2 separate regions of the Zea mays genome follow, and region 1 is linked to region 2. The links are chromatin contacts, called in public Hi-C maps. All regions are on one chromosome and are shown on one strand. The core of a region is the stretch at or near the end of the contact, and the rest is flanking DNA. Distances in the headings are between cores, read along the strand shown.

Region 1 (5,831 bases), core at 964-3,463, 740 kb before region 2:
TCTTCCTCTCGGCCTCCGAATTGACGGGACACCCATCGATGTGCCTGATGTAGTAGTCCTGTCGAAACACAACAACAGACCATGGTGTCAGTGTCATAGGCTAGTAAAGCAAACAAACAGCAAAGGCGCGTCGCGTGTCTATGTCCAGCTAGCAACAGGAGATCGAAGCTCGCTGGCATGGCATGGCCATGGCATATATATATACTACCTGGTAAGCTTCGGGGCCCTCGGTATCCACGCTGCCATGGAACACCACGTACTGCATGTCCGTCAGGGTGCACACCGTGTCGAACAGGAGCTTGGGCCGGTCCCTGCACCGGACCGTCACCACGGAGTAGTATTTCTGAAGCCAGTTCACGACCGAAACCACCGGACCGGGGTTGCTGCCGCTCGCCGCCGCCCTGCCATCGTCCTTGCCGCGCCTCTCGTAGTCCCGGTCCTCGAACATCATCTGGTGCAGCCTCCGCTCCGGGTGGGTGGCGCCCGTCGTCGCGACCGCGGTCTTGGCGTCCCGGCTCCTCCCTCTGAACACGTTGTAGAGCCGCCCCTTGATCCTGCCGACCCTCTCCGCGTCCGAGACCGCCAGCCCGGACTCCCTGTCGGTGACCTGCATCACGGCGGCGGCTCTCCCGTTGTGCGTCCACAGCTCCGCGCTCACCACGTTGCACTCCAGGCTCGTGAGCACCGCGCTCACCTCCGAGAGGAGGCCCGGCCTGTCGGTCCCCGTTAGCTCTATCAGGGTGTGGTCGGAGGACGGCTCCACCCCGACGGCTCTCCTCCGCGAGGGAAGGAAGCAGGAGTCAGGCCCGATAGACTGCATGCGCCAGGACGACATGGTTCACGGATTCATCAACAAACTGAACGATGGTGCGTGATGGCAAACAATATTTGGCTACCTTGTAAATGTAGTCTTTTATTCCTTGCAGCACAGATTCGTCCGTTATCTTGTGCCCACTTTGGTTCGTCACAGTGAAGACTGGCAGCAGAAACGTACCCAAACAGCTTAGAAATCGACGAAAAAGGAATTGAACGAAACCAATGGCTCTCCTACATACCGTCCATGAACCATCCCCCGTCTGAGGATATGTATGCCTTCTTGACTATGAGCTTGAGGTCGGTGAGGACCTGCACTACCTCCAACAGTATCCCATACTTGTTCGCGCTGTCCACCTGTATCGTTCGAGCAAAAACTATGCCAGCTTCAGCTTCAGCTTCAGCTTCAGGCGCGAACAAGGGGAAACACGCGTTTGACATTCGAGGGACTCACATGGATGACTGTAGCATTTGGACATGATGTGTTGTCGATGGTGACCCTGAACTCGAGAAAAGAAAAAACATGAATCAACATGTTGCCTGCCTAGTATATAACCATGAAAAAACTTGGGATTGCACACTGGCAAGACTGACAGAGACTTTGCAGACTGGTAAGACTGAAAGTGGTTGAGGAAGGAACTGTTTTTCTCTGAAACAAGGAAACTGGTGAAGAGTCGGTTAGCATATATACCTTGGAGGGTTCATGTTTTGGATGAATTTCTGGTACTCGTCGTCACTGTCCCAAGAAGAATAATCCGCCTCTCCATCCGCTAATGCTGCTTCACGAAAAGAAACAAACGCTTCACTCAAGAGTCAAGATTGAACCGAACCGCAGCTGCAGACCAGAAATGCAAGAGAGAAAGAAAGTGTGGCCGCGTCCACGCGGTGATTGCGGGCTTGCGGCTACTGGGCGAAAGCAGGTAGAATGGGCTCCCCGAATCAAACAACCGAATTTCACCAACTCATCAGAAAAGAAAAGAAAAGGTAAAACTGAAGCGGGGACCATTTCCTTCCCCGAAGCGAAACAGAACCAGAACGGCGCAAACAAGGCAAAGAGTAAAAGTAACCTCGCCGCCGCCGCCGCCATAGAAGGAAAGGGCCCCCCGCCGCACGGGACGGGAGCAGGCCGGCCTGAGCGACACCAATAAAGGAAGGGAAGGAGGGAGACGGGCGGTGGCATACATACCCATGCTTGCCTGGTGATGATGGCAGCGATCGATGATTGCGCTCGCTCGATCTTGCAAAGAACCGAAAGCGGAGGGAGCCGCTGCCGGAACGGAAGAAGCCTCCCCTTCCTTCTCTCTCCCTCTCCCAAAGGCCACACCGGATGACAGGAATGGCAACTCCCCCTTGGAGTTGGAAAGGCAGGATTCTGCTTTTTGCCCACTCGAACGGTGAAGTGAAATGGAGCGCACACGCGCCCCAACCCCAACTAACACGCCCCTCAAATCACAGCTGTACTGCAGCAATCTTTCAGTCTATCTATATGTTATTTAGCTCTTTATTGATATTATATGACCAATCGAACTTATCTTTCTCGTAAAATTTATAGATTCATGTGCTAAAACTAGCTGTGAAATTACATGTCTCTCCTCTTTATTTCAGCAGTGAGCCTGTTATTGTACATCTGTAGTCCTGTACTCTGCTAGTGCGCTCGCGAGCTTCGGCGGCCCACCTGTCAGCCGCCTTGCTGCTTTTGAGCTGTGACTGTGACGAGACGAGCGAGGTAAGAGAGCGCGTGGGCCGTGCAATGCCTGTACCGCACCACACACACAGCAGAGGACTAGCAGAGGTGAGCATCCGACGGCCCAGCAACTCCGTTCCCGATCTACGTTCTGGCTGAACAATTGAATCTACATGCCCTTATACAAACTATAAACCTTTGGTTAGGGGTGAAAGCGAAAAGATCAATAATCAGCCGTCGTTTTTAACGTTGAATAACTACATTAAGGGCTAATTTGGCAATAAATAGACAAAAAACCTAGGGAAATTATCCACCAAGAGGATTTTAAATGACACTTTAATTCCCTGGGAGGATTTTTCCCACTTTAATGTATTTTCCTGTCACTCACTGTTTGGCAAACAAGGGGCTAAAAACCTCTCTGGAGACAAAATTCTTCAAAAAATCATAAAAATCAAAGAAAAATAGGAAATATTTAGAAAAACAAAAACACAATGAAACATCACTAAAAATGTAAAAAAAACAGCACATGACATGATCATCTAATATTCAACAAATTATTATAGCATAATAACAGAGTACAAGTCCAGTCATTATGAACTTTGACACTAGAATAAATTATTAGTTTAACTTCTTTTTTACAAGCTTCATGTGGATTGTTGTTCCATTTTTCTTCTCCATGTCAGCTTCAAGTGTTGCTTCCACTTAGCACTCTGCAAATACCAAGTAGCACCAATTGACACACAGTTTAGTTTACACCATGTACCAACATTTTACAACTAGGAAGTGACAAAAGCGAAGAAACTTGCAGAAGTATGCTGCTAACATGTTCTTGGAAGCTATGTTTTGTTACATGCTTAACTAAGGACATGCCTGATTTTGTGCTTTAGCCACATTCTTCGAACATTGTGGTTCTTTGTTGACACTCACCTTCATAAAGTGCTTCTAAAGAGTAGAAAAGAGGAAATGGCTTCTTGCGAAACCTTGCAACCTTTGGGTGAGCCTATTAAATGCAACATGAAATGTAATTAGTTCTCAGCAACAAAAAAGATCATATTGAATAAGAAAAGACATAATGTTATAAAAAGAATTTGCTTACACTAATCAACCTTGCCCAAACCTCTGGTTCAGCTAATATCATACATAGGGAGTCATTCCAACCAGTCCAACTTTCTTTTCTTGAATCTCTTACTGCTTTATAACTTGATTTAAGTTCTTTGTCCTTCTCTTGTAATTGTTGTTTTGTGAAATGAGCCAAAGAGAACCTTTCATTAAACTTAGCAGTGATACACTTCCATCCCTCTGAATTCCATCCATTTTGACCCTTCAACTTTGGGTTATCTTTGTTGTCATGTAGTACATCGACTAAACCCTTCTCATATGTTGAGTTCCAGGACGCCCTTGCACCTTCCTTTGACATGGCTATATTTTCCAATAAATATTCAAAGGCATTAGTAAAATAAAAAGAACATACAACATTACACTATGTACAGTTGAATAAAGGCCAAAAAAGAGAAGAAACATCAAGTGTATTACTAGATACCTGCATTTGACATTTTAGATCACACAAAAAAGTGATGGAATAACTAACACAACATAGTTGTATAAGTAGATAAGACAGATAGTTGCATTACATCATTACATCAAGCTGCAAACATTGTAAAAAACATGGTAGAGAAACTAGACATAGCAAAAACTCCACATCTACAATGCCTTATTGTATTTGGACTCAAGCTAATCAACTATTGTAGGCAGCCCACATCTGCAGTGCAATCTGATCTCTTAGTGTACTTCCATCACTTGACTCTGTGTCATTAGGATAGATGTTGTCTACCTCAGGGACATCAACATATTGACTTGGAGACATATAATCTGGTTGGTTGTCCAGCCATCCTTCATCACCATTATGCCCTCTAATTATGTTGTGAAATGCAATGGCTGCAACAACGATCTTGATTTGGTTTGCTATGGGATGGAATGTCCCTACTTTTAGAATCGGGAACCTTTTCTTAAGAACACCAATGGCCCTCTCTATATGGTTGCGGAGAATTGCATGGCGATGATTGAACAACTCTTTGTAGTTTGCATAACCACTTTGTGATGAACGACGTCTCCTAAACTGACTAAGATGGTACCGAACTCCTCTGAGAGGTATGGGATTATAGCAGGGAGAATAACAAAGAACAGTTCGTCATCATCTTCTTCCTCCTCCAACAAAAACCGCCTAACATGCTCCTCCCAAGAACCCATTATCTAGAAACATAAAATTTAATCATGCACTTGTATAACTGAGCTACCTATCATATAACATAAAAAATAAAAATTTAATCATGCATCTAGCCATGATATAAGCAAGTAATATTGAAAGCAATAAGCAATAAGCCAATCAGGCGTGTGTGGTCGTTTGCTTTGATCGACCTCCTGCCATCACCTCATACTCCCACGACCCACCCAACAAAAACTGTATGCACCAATTAATCCAAAACAAACTGCTGCACTATCCTCTACCGCGGAAATCCAAAAAAATCAGTTTGCCATCTCGGGCACATGGTGCTAACCACTGGTTGGTCAAACTCCGCGATCCTCTACCGCGGAAACCAAAAAAAACTGCTGCACCATCTGATGGAGAGTCTGCTGATGAGCTCAAACCGCATGGCACTGGAAGCAAGTAATCCATTTTTCTTTTTTTCTTTTGGCAAGCTGATGACACTGGAGCAAAACAACAGATGAGCAGAGTAATGGCATACTAACCAGCTAGCAGGTTTCCTTGGACCCGGCCTGCGAGGGAGGAAGCATGCGACAGTTTTATCTCTGCACCCACCGAATAAGCATTTGATCTGGGGATTTGACAGCCGCTATGGTTGGGGACCGACCGAGGGAATCTGCAGATTTGGGAGCGTGTGGGGATTTGGGAGCGTGAGGGGATCCGCTACTTGGATTTGGGAGCGTGCGGGGGAGGTGTAGGAAGGGGAGAAGAGGGAGATCCGGTAGGGTTCACGTACCTGTGATTTGGTAGGGTTCGACATAGCTCGCGTTCGTCGTGCGTTCAAGAAATCATCAACAGCAACAGAGATAGGACGCCGCCACCATCCACGAGATGAGGAATAGACGAGACAATCGGAGCGATGGTTGTCCGACGTCCAGAGGCAGGGCGTCTTTCCACGCGGAAGCTGGGCTCGGGGTGGGCTGATGCCCCCACGGATCCGCCTTCCAAACAGGGCAAATTTTTTGCCGGTGGAATATTGTCACGTAGGCTGCTGGCACAGGGAAAAGGCTGGGTTCCCAGCGGGGAAATGGGCTGCCAAATCAGCCCTAACATGGATCATCAGATCCGCTC
Region 2 (5,518 bases), core at 154-2,653:
CGTTGATGCCCCTCTAGAGGGGTTCGTGCGGGATGTCAGGACGGTGGTGACGGTGGTTCTTGGCCTGACGTTGGTGCTGGGTGGGCTTTTTGGCGAAAGCCTTCACGGGTGTCGCTTCCCTGTTGGGGGTGTCGCATTCATGTAATCATGTCTTCCTTGGGCGAAAGCCAGGTCCATCGCGGACATGTGACGGTGTCGTCCCCGACATCGCTCCCTTCCTGAAGGTGTCGCATTAAAGTTTGTCTTGGCCACGGCTTCGCCTTCGGTGGTTGCTTTCGCTTATCGGGGTCTGGTATGCGGGTGAAGGTGGGACTTTGCAACGTGAAGTCGAAGCTATTACATCAGGGGATGTGGCTCGGGAATAATGACAGATGTCGAGACCCCCTTCTTCGACTAGATTGTTTCGGAGATTTTGGCATTTGCCGAGGGCAGGACAGAGGTTCAAGCTTGTTGGTGAAGAATCGGAGCTGCCTCGTGTGGGGTATGTTGAGGCTTGGCAACGACGGCGCACCGCGATCTTCCCCCTTCTGTGCCGGTGTTTGAATGTAGGTGTAGTCGTTTTCTTTGGCCATGTGTGGCCCGTCTTACGGAGTAGGAGCTGCTTGTCCCTTGGGTCGAGCTCGGCAACGATGCCTCTAGATGAGTTGTGTGGGTTAGGCTTTCATTGTCTGGCCTGTTTGTGCATTTTGTATAGGTTTCGGGTCCGGTTATCCTTAAAACTAGCTCCTGTTCCTGCGTTACGTTAAAAAAAATCCCAATATCTCTTGCTACATATAGTGCTACGGATGGTCCCGTGATTTCCCCTTAAACCCACAGGTCACAAACGCAGATAAAATTACATCGCGCTCACTAAGTCTGTTCGCCACACGTGAAACGTTCGTTCAACGCCTGCGCTCTGCAAACCCTAATTCAGTTCCGAAAAAACAAGGAAACGAGACCATGGTGCAGTAAGAAAAACTTCGGCACAATATGTTGCGAGGGATGGGGATGGGTATATTAGTGGTACCCCAGTCATCGGCATCGTCGGCGTCGGACGCGGCGGGGCCGGTCAGCCGGTGCGGATCCATCAGGCGCAAACGGACATCGAACTCCTGACGCGGATGGGCGCGAGAGCCCGGGTCCGCTACTTCAAGGGCTCCGGCGGCGTCGGTGGGGGTGAGGGGGCTGAGGTTAGGCGGCCGCCGGCCACGGAATCAGGATGAGGAAGGCGGGTGCGCTGTGTCTGGAGGAGCAGATGCGGCGAGGCAAGGTCGGAAGAACAAAACAAAGCAAGAGATGATGAGAAGGAACTGGAGTTTGGAATCTGGCGGGTAGTATGACAGTTTTACCCCTGAATTTCTGGTCCTCCCGACCTATCTCGAGCTGGAAAATTTGAGAAACCAAACAACTGTTTCGATGCATACATCTCTTTCTACTAGGAAACACCAAATTTTACAAACCGTTTTTATTGTTGTTGACGTATTTTTTGGCGCCAAACACTCAACACGAACCAGCGGCGGTGCTCTCTGATCAGGCGCGGACGATCCGTGGCCAGGGGTCGGACGGTCCACGATCTAGCGCGAGGCTAGGGTTCTCTGCCTGACGGCCGAACGGTCCGCGCCCTAAGGCCGGATGGTCCGCGCGTGCGCAGGGGCGGTGAAAGATCGCCGGTGGCGCCTGGATCTTGCTCCCGGGAGGGACCCATCGGGGAGGAGAGATTCTAGGAGTTGTCTAGGCTCGGGCAGGCCGACCTAGACTCCTCTAATCGACGTAGAGTCGAAGAGAAGCGGAGAATTTGAGGATTGAGAGGCTAAACTAGAACTAGACTAGAACTACTCCTAATTGTACAGGAAATAAATGCGAAATAGAAGTGTTATTGATTCGATTGATAATTACAAATCGGCTGTATACCTCTCTATTTATAGAGGAGGGGGGCTGGACCCTTTACAAACTAATTTCCGAGCTAATTTCGTGAATCTAGCTAACAACCGTAGCATAAAACTCGAAACCCTAAACTGCTCTGCGCATGCGCGGACCGTCCGGCCCATAGGCACAGACTGTCCGAACCGCGGACCGTCCGGCCTCAGGGCCGGACCGTCCGCCAGCTTAATTAAGTGCTCAACATATGCCCCCTGCCTTTTGGTAGAGCTGAGTAAACCAAAAGCAACTAACTCGATGTGATTACATCGGTTCTCTTAGACATCTTGCCACATACTAGGATGGTACTGTTTGAGGAAACGCCCATTCAAAGCCTTGGGTAAATCCTTGCCTTGTAATGTTTGTAGTAAATAGGCGTTACCAGACATTACCTGTTTTACTTTATAAGGACTCTCCCAGCTTGGCAACCATTTCCCAAACTTCCGGTCTTTATTCCTTAGAGGCAGGATGGTCTTCCACACTAGGTCCCCTACTTGAAATGACTTCGCTTTGACCTTCTTGTTGTAGGCCCTGGCTACCATAATCTTGTCCTTTTCTATTGCTCCCAAAGCTATCACCCTCTTGTCGGTCACCTCATCAATATTATCCATCATTGAATTATAATAATCAATGACGGTTATATCATTTTGTCTGGCGAACCTGACAGCATTCAAACTTATTTCCACAGGCAACACTACTTCCTGCCCATAGACAAGCTTAAAAGGAGATACTTTAGTAGCACTATGTTTAGATATTCTGTGAGCCCATAAAGCTTCGGACAAAATCTTATGCCAATGCTTAGGATTATCGGATATCTTCTTCTTTATCAAGTTAATCAATGTCCTATTACTAGACTCGGCCTGCCCATTGGCCTGAGCATAATATGAAGATGAATTAAGCAACTTAATTCTATATAATTCAGCAAATTCACGTACCTCCTTTGACATAAAAGAAGTTCCTTGATATGTAGTCAAGGTCTAGGGAATGCTGAATCTATGTATAATTGTCGGTGTTTCGAAACCCGGGGGGTCCCTGGACCGACGAGTGAATCATCGCCGCGTGCCCCAGCTCAGATGGGTCGACGCGAGGCGGAACGCGAAGGGGGGAAAGGAAGCAGCCGGAGGGAGGCAGGCGTGAGAGAGTGGATCCCGCGGCCTTCGTGTTAGCCCCGCGCCTGAGTCGGGTGCGCTTGCAGTAGGGGGATACAAGCGTCCACGCGGGAGTGGGAGCGAGCGGCCTTGCGTGAGCGCCGTCCCGTCCTTCTCCACGCGGGCCAACTAACCCCCTGTAAGAGGACCCTGGTCCTCCCTTTTATAGGCGTAAGGAGAGGATCCAGGTGTACAATGGGGAGTGTAGCAGTGTGCTAACGTGTCTAGCGGTGGAGAGCTAGCGCCCTAAGTACATGCCATCGTGGCAGCCGGAGAGGTCTTGGCACCCAGTTCGCGTGGTGTCGTGGCTGTCAGAGGAGTGCTGGAGCCTGGCGGGAGGACAGTTGTTGGGGCTGTCGAGTCCTTGTTGACGTCCTCTTGCTTCTGTAAGGGGTCTGAGAGCCGCCGTCGTCACAGGGCATGCGGGGGTGCCATCATTACTCGCATGGTGGAGCGAGCTAGATGGGACGCCGGTCTGGTTCCCCGTAGCCCGAGTCAGCTCGGGGTAGGGTAATGATGGCGCTTCCTGTTGACGTGGTCGGTCCATGCCCTAGGCTGGGCGAGGTGGAGGCTCCTCCGAGGTCTAGGTCGAGGTCGAGCCCCTGGGTCGGGCGAGGCGGAGTTCGTCGTCTTCCGGGGCTGAGCCCATGTCCGAGCCCTGGGGTCGGACGAGGCGGAGTTTGCCGTCTTCCGGTGCTGAGCCCGAGTCCGAGCCCTGGGTCGGGCGGAGCGGAGTTCGCCGTCTTCCGGGTTGAGCCCGAGTCCGAGCCCTGGGTCGGGCGGAGCGGAGTTCGTCGTCTTCCGGGGCTAAGCCCGAGTCCGAGCCCTAGGTCGGGCGGAGCGGAGTTCGCCGTCTTCCGGGGCTGAGCCCTAGTCTGAGCCCTGGGTCGGGCGAGGCGGAGTTTCCTATGACGCCCGAGGCCGGCCTTGGCTGCTGTCAGCCTCACTCTGTCGGGTGGCTCAGCAGTCGGAGCGGCGCAGGCGGCGCTGTCCTCTTGTCAGACCGGTCAGTAGAGCGGCGAAGTGACTGCGGTCACTTCGGCTCTGTTGACTGGTGGGCGTGCGTCAGGATAAAGGTGTCAGGCCACCTTTGCATTAAATGCCCCTGCGATTTGGTCGGTCGGCGTGGCGATGTGGCCAAGGTTGCTTCTCGGTGAAGACTGGGCCTCGGGCGAGCTGACGGTGTGCCCGTTGCTGGAGGGGGGTCCTCGGGCGAGACGTAGGTTCTCCGGGGCCGGCTTCCCTTGCCCGAGGCTAGGCTCGGGCGAGGCACGATCGTGTCCCTTGAATGGACCGATCCTTTATTTAGTCGCACCCATCAGGCCTTTGCAGCTTTGTGCTGATGGGGGTTACCAGCTGGGATTTAGGGGTCTTGAGGGTACCCCTAATTATGGTCCCCGACAGTAGCCCCCGAGCCTCCAAGGGAGTACTAATACTCGCTTGGAGGCTTTTGTCGCACTTTTTTGCAAGGGGACCAGCCTTTTTCGGTTGCATTCTGTTCCGGTGGGTGCGCGCGAGCGCACCCGCCGGGTGTAGCCCCCGAGGCCTCGGAGGAGTAGTTTTACTCCTTCGAGGTCTTAGTGCGTTTCGCAACACTTCGGCTGGTCTAGTTGTTCCCTCATGCGAGCTGGCCGTAGCCCGAGTGCACGGTCGGGTCCCAAGTTCTCGGGCTGGTATGTTGACGCTGTCAACGGTTTGGCCGGAGCCGGGTTTGCGAGAGCAGCCCCCGAGCCTCTGCACAGGGCGAGAGGACGGTCAAGGACAGACTCGTCTTTTTTACATACGCCCCTACGTCGCCTTTCCGCAAGGAGGAGGGGGGAAAGCGCCATGTTGCCCTCGGAGGGCGCCGAACATGGTGTTTCCGGTGAGCTGCTGGCGGGTAATCCGAGCGGACGCCCGTGCCCCATTTGCTAGGGGTCGGCTAGAGGCCCGAAGGCGCGCTCCAAAAGTACCTGCGGGTGATCTGTCGGACCCGGTCCCCTTTGACGGGGTCCGAGGGCTCGATGCCTCCCTCTGATGGGATTCCGTTACAAGATCGCTCCCGCTGGTCTCGGAAATGTCCTAGGGTACCTCGGGAGCGTAGCCCGAGCCTTGGTTATGTATCGAACGTACCCAGGGTCATCCCTCGCTCTGTGTCTGAGGCGACTGTGAACCCTTCGAGGGCCAGCCTACGAACCCCTGATCAGCAATGGGCGCGGAGCCCGAGTGGCCTGAGGCGGCCGTTGAACCCTTCGAGGGGCCGGCCATCGAACCTCTGACCAGTAGTGGGCGCAGAACCTAATCGATTTGAGGCGGCCGTTGAACCCCCCCGAGGGGCCAGCCTTCGAACCTCTGATCAGTAGGGAGGCTCGGAGCCTGTTTCCTTCACGGAGAAGGGTCCTTTTCGGGGTATCCCCCTTTCCCGGTCCCTGTTGTAAGAGAGAGAAAGAGGAAAAGGATACGAAGTCGAATGACATGGCGTACCTCTTTCGACG

What was found. Hi-C and Micro-C count contacts between places; a contact is called where the count stands out from the background.
Region 1: a Hi-C map of endosperm shows a contact between it and region 2, with 3 times the contacts expected there. The contact joins the promoter of LOC100274391 here to the promoter of LOC103636270 in region 2. A contact is called at or near these places in 2 of 25 Hi-C or Micro-C datasets (endosperm and leaf).

What each region holds. Positions count from the first base shown.
Region 1 is chr1:73,357,828-73,363,658 of Zm-B73-REFERENCE-NAM-5.0, reverse strand. It overlaps LOC100274391, which reads right to left and starts at 2,213. Exons shown (of 8, transcript NM_001148751.1): 1 at 2,000-2,213; 2 at 1,505-1,589; 3 at 1,268-1,313; 4 at 1,056-1,170; 5 at 897-976; 6 at 209-814; 7 at 1-58. The coding sequence starts at 2,003. It overlaps LOC100278607, which reads right to left and starts at 5,624. Exons shown (of 5, transcript NM_001151829.1): 1 at 5,497-5,624; 2 at 5,246-5,376; 3 at 3,594-3,916; 4 at 3,425-3,497; 5 at 3,038-3,207. The coding sequence starts at 3,914. The coding sequence ends at 3,200.
Region 2 is chr1:72,621,317-72,626,834 of Zm-B73-REFERENCE-NAM-5.0, reverse strand. It overlaps LOC103636270, which reads right to left and starts at 1,403. Exons shown (of 3, transcript XM_008658634.4): 1 at 1,007-1,403. The coding sequence starts at 1,067.